2 separate regions of the Mus musculus genome follow, and region 1 is linked to region 2. The links are chromatin contacts, called in public HiChIP or PLAC-seq maps. All regions are on one chromosome and are shown on one strand. The core of a region is the stretch at or near the end of the contact, and the rest is flanking DNA. Distances in the headings are between cores, read along the strand shown.

Region 1 (2,700 bases), core at 178-2,677, 800 kb after region 2:
ACAAAATGGGCTGCTTATCAGAAATGGTTTGCCCTATTCCCATAGCAGCCTTTTCCTCGTGCCATAGACTCTGTGGATTCTGTGGGGGCTAGGAGAGGGACACAGGGGTGCTACAGTCCCACAGCTCCTCAGATCACCTAAAGGTCCCGGTGGGGCAGTGCTCTGATGTGACCACTCCCCTGAGCAGGAATGGAATGACTACAAGCTGCGCTGGGACCCGGCTGAGTTTGGCAACATCACCTCCCTCCGCGTCCCCTCAGAGATGATCTGGATCCCAGACATTGTTCTCTACAACAAGTAAGAAGCCAGTTACTAATTAAAGTGCATCTGGGAGGGGAGAGAACTAGGCGAGCAAGAGCTCTTGCTGGGCTAGCAAGAAAATCTGTTTGAATCCTCAGTGGTCACATAAAAGCTGGGAGTGGTACTCTGGCTCGCTCTGTCTGTCTGTCTGTCTGTCTGTCTGTCTGTCTGTTTCTGTGAGTGTGTGTGTGTATGAGAGAGAGAGAGAGAGAGAGAGAGAGAGAGCACTTTAGCACTGGGGATAGGGGAGACAGGTAGATCCTAGAAGTTCACTGACCAGTCAGTTTAGCCAGACAAGCCTTCGATTCTTGAGGACCTGTCTCAAGAAGTAAAGATGGAGCATGGTCAAGGAAAGATACTTGATGGCAGCCTTAGGCCTATACACACTCAAATATGCACAAGCACTACCCACACATGTGCACACACCACACACATACACACATTTATTCACACATGTGTGCCAGCACACACTCTCTCTCTAATACATACATACATACATACACACATACACAAACATGCATGCATATATATACACAGACACATACTCATGTGCACTGGCATCTCTCTCTCTCTCTCTCTCTCCCTCTCTCACACACACACACACACACACACACACACACACACACACACTTTCTCATAAAAGAAACTAAAACTTATTCTTTCCTTTTTGGCTTGGGTAAGGTTTCACAGAGAAATCCAGACGTTAATACTTAAATGATGGCAGTGTCTCTTGCTAACATTTTCTAAAGCAGGTCTCTGGGGGACACTGCTACCTTCTTGAGATATGAATAGGCATGGAAGGTTCTTGGTGGTGGTGTGTGTGGGGGGGGGGGGGTTGGCATGTGACATAATTTTGGATAGCATAGTCACCCCCTGGTGGTCTAAGCCTTAAACACCTGTTGTTTGCTTCTGCAGGAGTCATATGCCCCGAGTTCCCCAGGCCCCATCTCTGTGCCCTGAGGTGGCACCTAGGATCCTTCCAGTTTCTGGTTCTCTCTGACAGATCAGGAACAAAGTCCCAGCAGCAGATTTATCTGAGTTTTTAAATTGTCAATAAGACAGCTGGTTGCTAATACCTGATTGCATCAAGTTCTTCTGGTAGGACAAAGGCTAGTCAGAACAGCTGCATTTAAGGGGTGTGTGAACGACACCCTCCTGCAGGTTAATAGGCAAAGGGTCAGTGAAGTCACATGGCCTCTTCCCCCGAATGGGGGCCTGCTGCCATCTAGTGGTAGTTATGTGAAATGACCGAAATTATCACTACCGGTTTGGGTTGAATGTAGGAATTGGGGGTGGAGTTTAAAGACTATTTCTACCCAGGGAAACCCAGAGTCCTATGGAGTCCTGCCTGCCGATTTCTTCCTTGTTCTTGTGAGGCTTCCTGTTTTTATGCTCTTGTCTCACCTCCCAGGTCAAGAACTAATTAAGCTTTCACAGTAATCCTGTTGAGCCCAGCCAGAAGTCCCTCCTGATCTCAGAAGCATTCCAAATGCCCAGTTGCATGGTGATGTCATGTGACTATATTTCATTTCCATGTGGTTCCCCAAGGGCAGGAACCACATCTCACATCCCTCAGGTACAGGCCCTGGTAGATGAAACTGGCCCCAAATACTGTGCTAAATGCACAGAGTACAGGGAGTTTCCTCACCAGCCAAAATGTTAGTCTCGTCTGGAAAGGAACGAAAAAGATCTGGGTACAAGATCTAGGATCCTCCTCCTCTGGAACTGAGTTCCCATTTAATCGTGAGGGAGATCAAAACACTCAAAAACCTTTACTCTAGTCAGGTATGGTGGAGAATACCTGTTATTCCAGAACTCAAGATACTGAGGCAGGAGGATCACAAGTTTAAATCCAGCCAGCAAGTTGGGGGCCAGCTGGGGCCACATAGTAAGATCCCTGTCTCATAAAACAACCACAAAAACTTCAACATACTAAATGGATAATAACAGGATCAGACTATAAATGTCCCATGATTTGAAATATGAAAAATTAAGGAATAGTCTTTATGACAGTCAGATATATAATTATGACATCAAAATGGCAATCGTGGTTTTTTTTTTTTTTAGTTTATTTAAATTTTTTACTTCTGCAATTAAAACACTGGTATTTGAAAAGGCAACTCAGATACGTCTGTCTGTAGGAGAGATTTATCTTGCCCTTGCTTGGATGACTCTACTTAGCCAGTCAATAGTGAGTTTGTTTACTCAGTTGCCCTGCTTCACGGAAGAGGCAGATATGCAGGATCCCAGCTTGTCTCCTCTTCCCAGTGCAGACGGGGAGTTTGCGGTGACCCACATGACCAAGGCCCACCTCTTCTTCACGGGCACTGTGCACTGGGTGCCCCCAGCCATCTACAAGAGCTCCTGCAGCATCGACGTGACTTTCTTCCCCTTCGACCA
Region 2 (2,983 bases), core at 454-2,953:
CCATGCGTGAGAGACCAGGACATTGGATATCCTGTTTTATGACTCTTGGCCTTATTTCCTTGAGACAGGATTTTTTTAATGTACCTGGAGCTAGGTCAGTAAGCCCCAGTGATCCTATGCCCCAACAAAGTACTGTTTTACAAGTGTTCACACAGGCAGACACTGGGATTTGAACTCAGTGCTCATGCTTGTGCACTCTTACCCACCGAACTCTCCCCAGCTCCAGCTCCCACCCTTTGTACTATTTTCCCTTCCAACTCCTGCATGATGGCCCTAACAGTCAGCTGGGAAGCAGAAACTTGGTTCTAAGTCTCACTGGCTGTATACCCCAGGTAATACCTCTCTTGGCTTCCTATAATTCTGGAGTTGCATAAGGAAGCAAAAATTCCTTTAAATATGTTTAAGATTTATCTCTGTTCTATGTGTACGTGTGAGAGACTGCATGGGTGTATGGGTACAGAGAAATTCTGCCTCATAAAATAAAAAAAGAAGGAAAGAAGGAAGGAAGGAAGGAAGGAAGGGAGGAAGGGAGGAAGGGAGGAAGGGAGGAAGGGAGGAAGGGAGGGAGGGAAGAAGGAAGGGAGATAAAGTTATGGGCCCAGAGGGTAATGTATATAAGTTTTCATTTAACACACATTGAAACATTTGTTAACCACCAGTACCCACAGGATGGAGTTGAGGCTAATAGAGAGACCTGATAAAGGAGAGAGAGCAAAAAGGCTCCATCTGAAGAAACTTGAGCACACTATCACTTGTGTAATTTATGGAATGAGGGGTCAGAATAAAAGACCAGGGTCTTGTAGTGTCTCCCTGTCCTGTCTGGGTCTATGGCCAGCTTCTTTCTCAGACTCCCATCTTCGTCCTGTTCCAGACCCCACCATCCACACCTCTTTCCTTGGCACCACAGATCGTTCACTGCACATTCCTTCCACTTAGAAACGTGTTCGGTGCTGGATCAGGTAGTTCAAGTCTGTAAGCTCAGCTGTTTGGGAAAGAGAGTCACAAGTTCTCAAACTAATCTGTACAAAGAAGAATGGGGGTGTAGCTCAGTGGTGGACGGCTACAATAACAGGAACAAGGTCTGGGTTGAATCCCACAAGATTTCAAGGGTTACTAGCCATAAGATGCATTTGCCTTAGCCTGTAAAGAGATCCCCTGTTTGTTCCTCCATCCTTCCCCCCAAAAAACCTTGACTTCAGGCCCCTAAAGCCTTGTCAGGCTGCTGCAGGTACTAGCAGGGAGCACGTTAAAAAGACAACAGTGTGTGACCAGTCCTGAGTGATTTTTTTTTTTTTTTATTAGCTTGGATGCCAATCCCTATTCTGAACACCTTATCTACTGGTGTTACTCTGTGCATCATCTCTGTTAGGTAGTTACTGTCGCTCCTCCTCCGGGTTATAAGTTATCTCTGGAATCCAGCAAAGATTTGCCTAAGATAACAAGTAGGTGAAGAAAGGGGCTGCGGAATTCTGGCCTGAACAATCCTTCCTCTTGTCACAGGCACAAGAAAGTACTGCTGGGAAGGCCTCCCACCTCTCTTTGCCAGCTATGCCTAGCTCCATTATAGCAGTTGTGCTGTCCCCGGATGAGGCGGGGGCTGAGACTGGGCTGCAGGTTTGGAGTGGTCAGTCATTTGACACTGACCAGTAAGAGACCAGACAGAAGCAACAGGAGGTGGAGTCTGACAGTGGATCTCTTCAGTCCTGAACCTCAAGTTCGCTCACCTTCTAGGAAAGGGCGACCAGCGCCACCCTGACCGCGCAGGGGTGCGCGTTTACGCCGCCGGAATGTATACGTTTAAGGACCGAAAGGCCGATTCTGGGGCTCAGGCAGCGACTTTAAGAGGTTCAGCCGAGCAGAGGCTATAGGGAAGATGGAGCAAAGCGCGTTGCGCCTGCAGAAACAGAAGCGGCATACACGCCGCCACGAAGCCCAGCCCGGCTCGCGGGCTGGAGCAGAGCCAGGCCGCGCAGGCCTCGGGGCGGGGCGGGACGGGATCTGGCCACGCCCCCAGCTTATTTTTCTCTCCGGCCCATAGCGCGAGTCACGTGGGCGGGGCCGCGTGGGCGGGGCGGTCCCTTGGGAGGAGGCTGGCTGAAGGCTCCGGGCCTCTAGCGCTCCGGGACCCGGCGAGAGAAGGAACGGAGGGGTGGGAGTGGAAGAAGGCATGCGGGCGGGGCCTGTCGTGGGGGCGGGGCCTGTTGCTAGGGCTGGCGCAGGAAACTGGGCTCAGGGGCCCGGCTTACTGGCTGCGGGCTCCGGCTGCTTGTTTACTCCTGGCGGGGGAGCAGTAACCCGGTGTTGGCGGAGGGGGGTGGGAGAGCAAGCGCGAAAACGTGGCCCGGAGTTCCAAGCTGAGGGAGCGGAACGGGCTGGGGGCCGGGGCTGCGGTGGGCCTGGATAGGAGCTGGATGATCCGGCGCAGCGCAGTCTTCAAACAAGTTCCTAGTGGCTGCACAGCTCCTCCTGGCCTTTGCGCCTTCCACCCTGCACACACAGTACTGTGGTTGGTGAAGGGTTGCATGCACATCGTTTTTTTAGGCCCTGAATTTCTTGGATCCTTTAGGATAGGACTATGGAGCGGTGTTTCTAGTGTTGCTGCTCGAAGAGGTGGACGCCTGCTGCGTGCTTGTTCCTGAGTGGGTCTCTGCCACTTTTTTTTTTTTTTCCAGGAACTGATTCATTTGCTGGTCCTCACGTAGTTCACATGCTTGCATCTGGCCACAATACACACAAATAAGCCCTTTGGGGGTTGTTCTAGGCAATTCAATAGCTTGTGCTTGGTTTTTCTAACTAGGATGAGCCAGAGGGCTGCTCACACAACCTAATGTGCTCCACAAATGAACTCGCAAAAATTAGCGAACACCGGGCAATACCTTCCTCAAATGAGTTTCCATTCATCTGAAAAATACAAAGCACGGAGAAACTGTAGCTGTACGTGGTATTTGCTACTGTATCCATTACCACTACCTAACCGGTTTAT

Evidence for each region. HiChIP or PLAC-seq counts read pairs in DNA pulled down with a chosen protein or histone mark.
Region 1: an HNF4G HiChIP or PLAC-seq map of pancreatic cancer cells shows a contact between it and region 2. The contact joins two enhancer-like sites. A contact is called at or near these places in 1 of 39 promoter capture datasets (pre-B cells), 1 of 484 Hi-C or Micro-C datasets (embryonic stem cells) and 1 of 115 datasets of contacts at active chromatin or transcription factors (pancreatic cancer cells).

The regions. Positions count from the first base shown.
Region 1 is chr14:66,146,219-66,148,918 of GRCm38.p6, forward strand. It overlaps Chrna2 (cholinergic receptor, nicotinic, alpha polypeptide 2 (neuronal)), which reads left to right. Exons shown (of 7, transcript NM_144803.2): 5 at 188-297; 6 at 2,569-2,700. Among named protein-coding and RNA genes, the nearest start is that of Chrna2, 6.6 kb to the left of the region's middle. Within about 2 kb of position 1,428, at least 43 of the 459 cell types and tissues checked have an H3K27ac peak or open chromatin away from gene starts, as enhancers often do. A contact at or near this core is called in pancreatic cancer cells, where this site is marked.
Region 2 is chr14:65,341,723-65,344,705 of GRCm38.p6, forward strand. No RefSeq gene overlaps it. Among named protein-coding and RNA genes, the nearest start is that of Zfp395, 15 kb to the right of the region's middle. Within about 2 kb of position 1,704, at least 394 of the 459 cell types and tissues checked have an H3K27ac peak or open chromatin away from gene starts, as enhancers often do. A contact at or near this core is called in pancreatic cancer cells, where this site is marked.